2 separate regions of the Hordeum vulgare genome follow, and region 2 is linked to region 1. The links are chromatin contacts, called in public Hi-C maps. All regions are on one chromosome and are shown on one strand. The core of a region is the stretch at or near the end of the contact, and the rest is flanking DNA. Distances in the headings are between cores, read along the strand shown. Region 1 holds the start of LOC123447914 (phosphatidylinositol/phosphatidylcholine transfer protein SFH8-like). Region 2 holds the start of LOC123447941 (chaperone protein dnaJ 10-like).

What was found. Hi-C and Micro-C count contacts between places; a contact is called where the count stands out from the background.
Region 2: a Hi-C map of seedling shows a contact between it and region 1, with 7 times the contacts expected there. The contact joins the promoter of LOC123447941 here to the promoter of LOC123447914 in region 1. A contact is called at or near these places in 4 of 6 Hi-C or Micro-C datasets (leaf and seedling) and 1 of 1 datasets of contacts at active chromatin or transcription factors (embryo).

The regions. Positions count from the first base shown.
Region 1 is chr1H:484,166,933-484,169,809 of MorexV3_pseudomolecules_assembly, reverse strand. LOC123447914 (phosphatidylinositol/phosphatidylcholine transfer protein SFH8-like) reads left to right here and starts at 1,482. Exons shown (of 15, transcript XM_045124654.1): 1 at 1,482-1,672; 2 at 1,812-1,898; 3 at 2,776-2,877. The coding sequence starts at 1,865.
Region 2 is chr1H:484,400,616-484,403,751 of MorexV3_pseudomolecules_assembly, reverse strand. LOC123447941 (chaperone protein dnaJ 10-like) reads right to left here and starts at 1,305. Exons shown (of 10, transcript XM_045124683.1): 1 at 997-1,305; 2 at 786-925; 3 at 642-701; 4 at 99-181. The coding sequence starts at 872.

The DNA.
Region 1 (2,877 bases), core at 233-2,732:
CGTTGCTCTGGTGTCAGCTGCTGTCATCGGCGCCTCACCTTCTTTGCATGCGCCCGCGCCTACCGCGGCACCATTGGCACTGGGATCCTCTTCGGATCCAAATGCCAGTAATGCGGCAGCGTGACGTCGGGGTAGGGTAAGGGGAATTGGTGCTTCTAGTGCCACCTCACTTGGTGCACTGGTATGTTGACCCGCTGCCGAAGCAGACGGGAAGATGCCGACGACGAGAGCACGCAGATGGGAAGACGCCGACGACGGGAGCGCGCACACAAGGAAGGCGGGGGACTTGCCCTTGTCTTTGCTGGAGAAGAAACCAATGGTGGCTTGGTTTACAGACGACGGGGAAGCAACGGGTGGCTAGATGTGGATGGGGGCGACTTATGAAAGAGGATGAGCCCCCCTCCCCCATGGGCGTATGCACGGATCAAAAAAGGACACCCGTGGGTCGCTGACGCGTGGGTCCATGATGGACGGTCGTCGTTAATAAAGACGACGCTGGCTTTAACCAGACGCCATGTGTGGACGCGTGCGGGCATGAGAAGGCGCGCGCCGCGTCCGCTTCGCGTCCGTATCAACGCATTTCAGGAGCAATTTTGAGCCGAAAATGAATCCGCACGAACACGAAGCAGACACGTTTTGGGTTTGGGTTGGCGCGTTAGGCCTTCATTTTTGTCTGTGCTGACCCAAATGGATGCGGACGGACAATTGGGTCGCTGCGTTGGAGGTGCTCTAACTCACCAATTTTCTTCTTCTTACCTCTATTTCAAAGGGAAAAAGGTCTAGCCATTTTTTCTCCGATGCCGCTTAGATTTAGTTTTTCTTAAAACAAAACTACCACTCGCTTCATTCTTAAATATAAAACCTTTTTAATTTTTTACTATAAACCACATACGAAGTAAAATGAGTAAATCTATATTCTGAAATATATCTATATACATCCGTATATAGTCTATAGTAAAATCTCTAAAAGGTCTTATATATATATATTTTTAAAGGGAATAGATATTTATAGTTTCCCTTATGCATCTGTGTTTGTTTGATCAATTGTAGGCAGACAATGTATCATCATCAATCATCAATCAATAACCAATAGATACTTGCATAAAAGCACCCCATAATAAATTATATAATCTGTACTAGTAGAACAATTGTAGCGGAATTAAAAAGGAGTGGACGAGGGAGCAGTTGCCCAACCAAACCAAATCTGACTCGGCCAAAGCCTTCCACGCGTCACGTCACGGGCACGGCCTCCTGCGCTCGGTCCATGGGCGAGGCCGCATCGCCACCGTCCACTGCTCGGACCGGCGCGCATCAACGGCCACGGCAGACGCGCCTCAGCCCTCAGATCTACGTATCCAACTAGTAAAAAGATTCCTACGTGGTGGGTGGTCCGGGTGCGCCGGGCCCACGTACCGAACACGTCCACGTCGCCCGGGTCAACCGTTTCCGGCCCATGGGCCTGGTCTACCCGCGCCGTGACGGAAACCTCCGTGCCCTCTGCCTCCTTCTTCTTCTTCTCCCTCCCGGAGTCGCCCGCCCGCCCGCCCCATTAAAACGGTGGGAGAAGGAGAAGCTCCTCCTCCTCCCGCCCCCCGAAATCCGCACCCGAATCCCGAAACTGACAGGCGGAAAATCTCCGCCGGGGACCAGATTCCCCGCCTGGTACGCGCGCGTAAGAACCGTCATTCGATTGATTCAAGTTCTTCTCCCCCCCCCCCTAATCCAATTCGCCAATCCGGCGTTCGAGCGTGCGTGGCGGGCGCTCTTCGCTGCTGTCCTGCTCGCTGAATTTTTCCGTGCGGATTTTCCAGCGGATTTCGGGCCTGGGGCTTTGCTGGGGAGATCGATTCCGGAGCCGGAGGGGATGTCAGGGCCCCTCGACCGATTAGCCAGGCCATGTGAGTATAAAGTGTTTGTTCCTCCGTTTATTGTTGCTGGTCGACGTACTTATTTCCTTTAGGACTTGGAGGAACCAATTTCCTAGGGTTCAATGTTTCTGGCTCCTCTCGTGATTTCCTCTGTAAAGTTCGTTTCTTTTTCAGTGTCTGGGATTAAATAGGCTCGTATTTTGATTATCGCGCTCCTCGAATCAGCTATGAGGATTATGCGATTTGGGGCCACCGGAAGCATGTTCCTAATTTGACAGTAAAGTCCACGTGTAAATAAACAACTTTCTGTGTAAAAAAGAAGGAAAAATCTTCGAGCAGAAGTCTGTTCTGTTTTCAGTTGTTTTTTACTTGGCATCGCTAAAGGATATTACCTCCCCTACTCTTTCAATGGGAATGACAGCTTACCTGATGTGAAAAAATAATGGCAGCTTACCTTCCTTTATAAAAGATTGTGTTATTATATCTAGTGCGTGAAGGTTAGTAGGTAATCATTGTCAAAGATAACTACATAAGACTTAATTGTAGAGTACAGGAAAATGCAGAGAATTAACATATTGTGTTGTTGATGCCACCTGTATGAACCAACAAATTTTTAAACCATCCAACTAATCAGTGCAAGGTTCTTTCTGCTTGCACTCTGTATGGTGCTGAACAAAATTGACGACCCTGTCCCTTTTTGCAACTCACCCTTGCTGAATCTTCATACTAGCACCTGTAATCACAGAGTGTTGTTTCAGCATACGGGTAACTGTATTTGGCATGGGTTCTTGCTGCAGTTCCTTGCAGAACACCATTATTTGGCTATTGGTTTTTGTTACTAGAGTAACTGTATCTGCTTTTGCTTTGACTACAGTATGGAATATTAACATATTGTTACTGGGCACAGCTTTTGAAGGATTTACACATAATGATGGAAAGAAAGAGAGCAGATCGGATGCAGACAACTCAGAAGGAGAAAAGAAGACTAAAATAGCCTCCTTCAAGAAAA
Region 2 (3,136 bases), core at 56-2,555, 230 kb before region 1:
TCCAAACAATCCTTTTAGGGGCAGCTGTGTTTTCCCCTTTTAAGAAAAATACCAATTACTTACAAAAAGTTCAGAACTCAAAGAAATTCATGACTTACTGGGAAAGGCCCTCCTTTCCATGCTTATCATAAGCCTCCTTCTTGGCTGGATCGCTTAGGACTTGGTAGGCCTCTCCAAGATCCTGTTAAGAGCAAGCTTCTCGATGATTATACAAGTGGACATTATCATTTAAAGAGGCATTTGACGCCATAGAGACACTTACAGGTAATAGATTTAACATGTAAATCGATGAGTACGCAAGCACTACTCAGCAAGGAACACCCTATTATGAAACAAGGCGTGCATGGAGTGAAACGTGCATTCCAAATATGCTCTCTCTGAACATCTGTTAATTGGTAACAGATCAAACTATACCTCATGACTTTGGCTAAACTAACTTCCTTCCAAAAGAATAAAAATCTAAACTAACTTTGGCCAACCCAAATTCTAGCTCCAATCTACACTCAAACCATGGGATTAACTACATACATGGCATCTGAAATACTAGCATATTCACATGACCACGCAATTTCGCTTGTTCCACAATAAACTGACAGAACATGGCAGGGGTGAAGACCGAAGAGAAGGCGCCTAAAACGCACCTGGAATTTCCGCGCCGCGTCGGGGTTGCCGGGATTCTTGTCCGGGTGCACCAGCCTGGCCTGGAAGGCATACAAACGCGCCGATTCAGATGCAGCAGAGGGAGATGGGCCTAGTATTGATGATATAAGACGATGGGAACTCACCTGGACGTAGTATGCCTTCTTGATGTCGGAGGGGGAGGCGTCGACGCTGACCCCCAGGGTTTCGTAGTAGGCGGTCTCCTTCACCATGGCCGCCGCAACCGGATCTCGCCCGCCCGCGGCTACCAACAGAACAGCGAATGCTATGACAAAATCGAGAGCGGTTAGCAGCGGAGGAAAGAAACCCGAGCCCGAGAGTAAGAGAGATGCGCACCACGGCCGGCCGGACGGTCGGTTCTAGAAGCTTCTCGAAGGTTCCCGGGGAAGAAGACGAGGAGGAAGAAGAGATTTGGGGGGTGTTTCTCGACACCGTGGATCCGCGAATATCTCTGCTGGGACGGAGAGTCGGGTGGTGGTGAATTGGTGATGCGGTGGGGTCAACGTGGGCAGAGGGCCCACCCGTCAGCGACACCACGTCACGGCAGCGAGGCGCCCAGGTGTGGTGCGCTGGCAGGCAGGCTGGCGTGTCCGCGGCGGACGATGAGAGAGATGCTGATGGTCTGGGCAATGGACAGATGGTTCGCTTCGGCGACAGCAATGCATGCGTCTTGGATTTTATAGTAGAGCTGTAGGAGTACGTACGGCAGATCTCACGCGGGATGACGACGACGCGTGCGAGATGGCATCGGTGGCAACATGGCTAAGAAATCTCCGTTGCTTAACCGCGTGCTTGCGTGACGGATTTAGACCTGTCAATCTCCTCTGTTGTGCGCAGATGGCTGCGTCGTTTTGGACAGATTTTGCACGGTGTCCCTAGTGGAATACCGGCCCAACATAGATTTAAATCCTGATGCTCATATTATTTTTAGATTTACTAATAAAAATGCCCGTGCGTTGCACCGCGTACGAAATAAATAAATATAACAAGTAAACATGAATATGCTCTTACTTAATGTCCCAAGTTGCATAGTATCTGCACTGTTAGTGAACTGGCGCATGGCAAGTTGAAATAGATTCTGTTGCAGAAATAGAAGTACAATTGTGATCAAAAGTACTCGGATAAAATTTCTAAACAAAATGGATGACCGATTTCAGTTTAAATGGCTCACAAAACAGCGCAATAAGATCTCATTGTTGCATGGCTAAGGCTCAAACCCAAGAATAGCCATGCACTCTGGTTGAAGAATAACCATGCAAATCCTCAACAAATTCATTCAGAAATTGGCTTCTTGTAGTTCATTCAGAATTTAGAAACACCGGGAGTCCAATCGCGGACGTTGGTAAGGTTCATAGCTTCTGATAGAATTCACTTAGCTAGAAAATTAGTAAAAAACTAACAAAATGAAAAGCACACTAATCGATGAACGGATGATCATGGCTGGTTGTCAATTAGTACTTAGTGTTGGAAAACAATGATACAAGTAACCAAGGAAAAATAGACTTGCTACTTAAATTGGTTCCTGATTGAAAGAATAAATCCTTTAGTTCTCAGATATAAAGATGGTACAACGAGAGAGTGCAAACAGTGACATATGTTCTTCTGAACAAACAGATTCACTATGTTCTTCAGAGCTCGAACATGACATATAGCAATTGAATTAGATAGCCACATGAGCCTTATCTAGCAAAAAAGCCTGAATTAGATAGCCACATGAGCCTTATCTAGCAAAATAGCTCGTGCGTTGCAACAGGTTCGCTACGGAGCAAACACTTGGTCCTTCCTTCTGTGAGTCGGTGACAGATAGCATCAAGTCAAATGAGATCTTCATTTGCACCTCTCGTCGCACACAAACACTGACCATACATGACCAGTAGACAACACAAACATAGAAGCTTTCGCACAAATGGAGTGGGCTAATTTTACATACTTCACACAGATTGGTAATACTTACCGCATAACCTTCATCAGAACTTCACTTATTTAATTTTCGCAAACAACATCAAGCAATTGTATATACTGACGAAAGAAACAACATTTATGGTAACGAAGACTATTCAGTCAGTCTCGGAGAACAATTTATATGTACACCAATATAAGAACAACATGACAGGACTCCTTTAGAAGCATAAGATAGTCCAACATGTGCAAAAACAGTTACAATATCTTCCTAATTCATCCATGAATTTTGCAAACTAACCATCTTAGTCTGCTGTCAAGCATAGCACACCAAAAGCAAGTGAAGATGGCTGTAGTTGCATACCTAGAGTAAAAACCATAAAGCCTACGTTTTAACAACCCCCAAGTCCAAGCCGTTGTGACATATAATGTAGTTGGCTAGTTTCTTTAACCTAATACAATTAACTCTTCAGCTTGAGCGTGTGTCTTAGAAATGCATCAGCATCAGTTTACAATCTGACCAAGTTTCGAATAAGAACCGAAGTTTACCAGACACAAAACTTATAAATTACTGCAT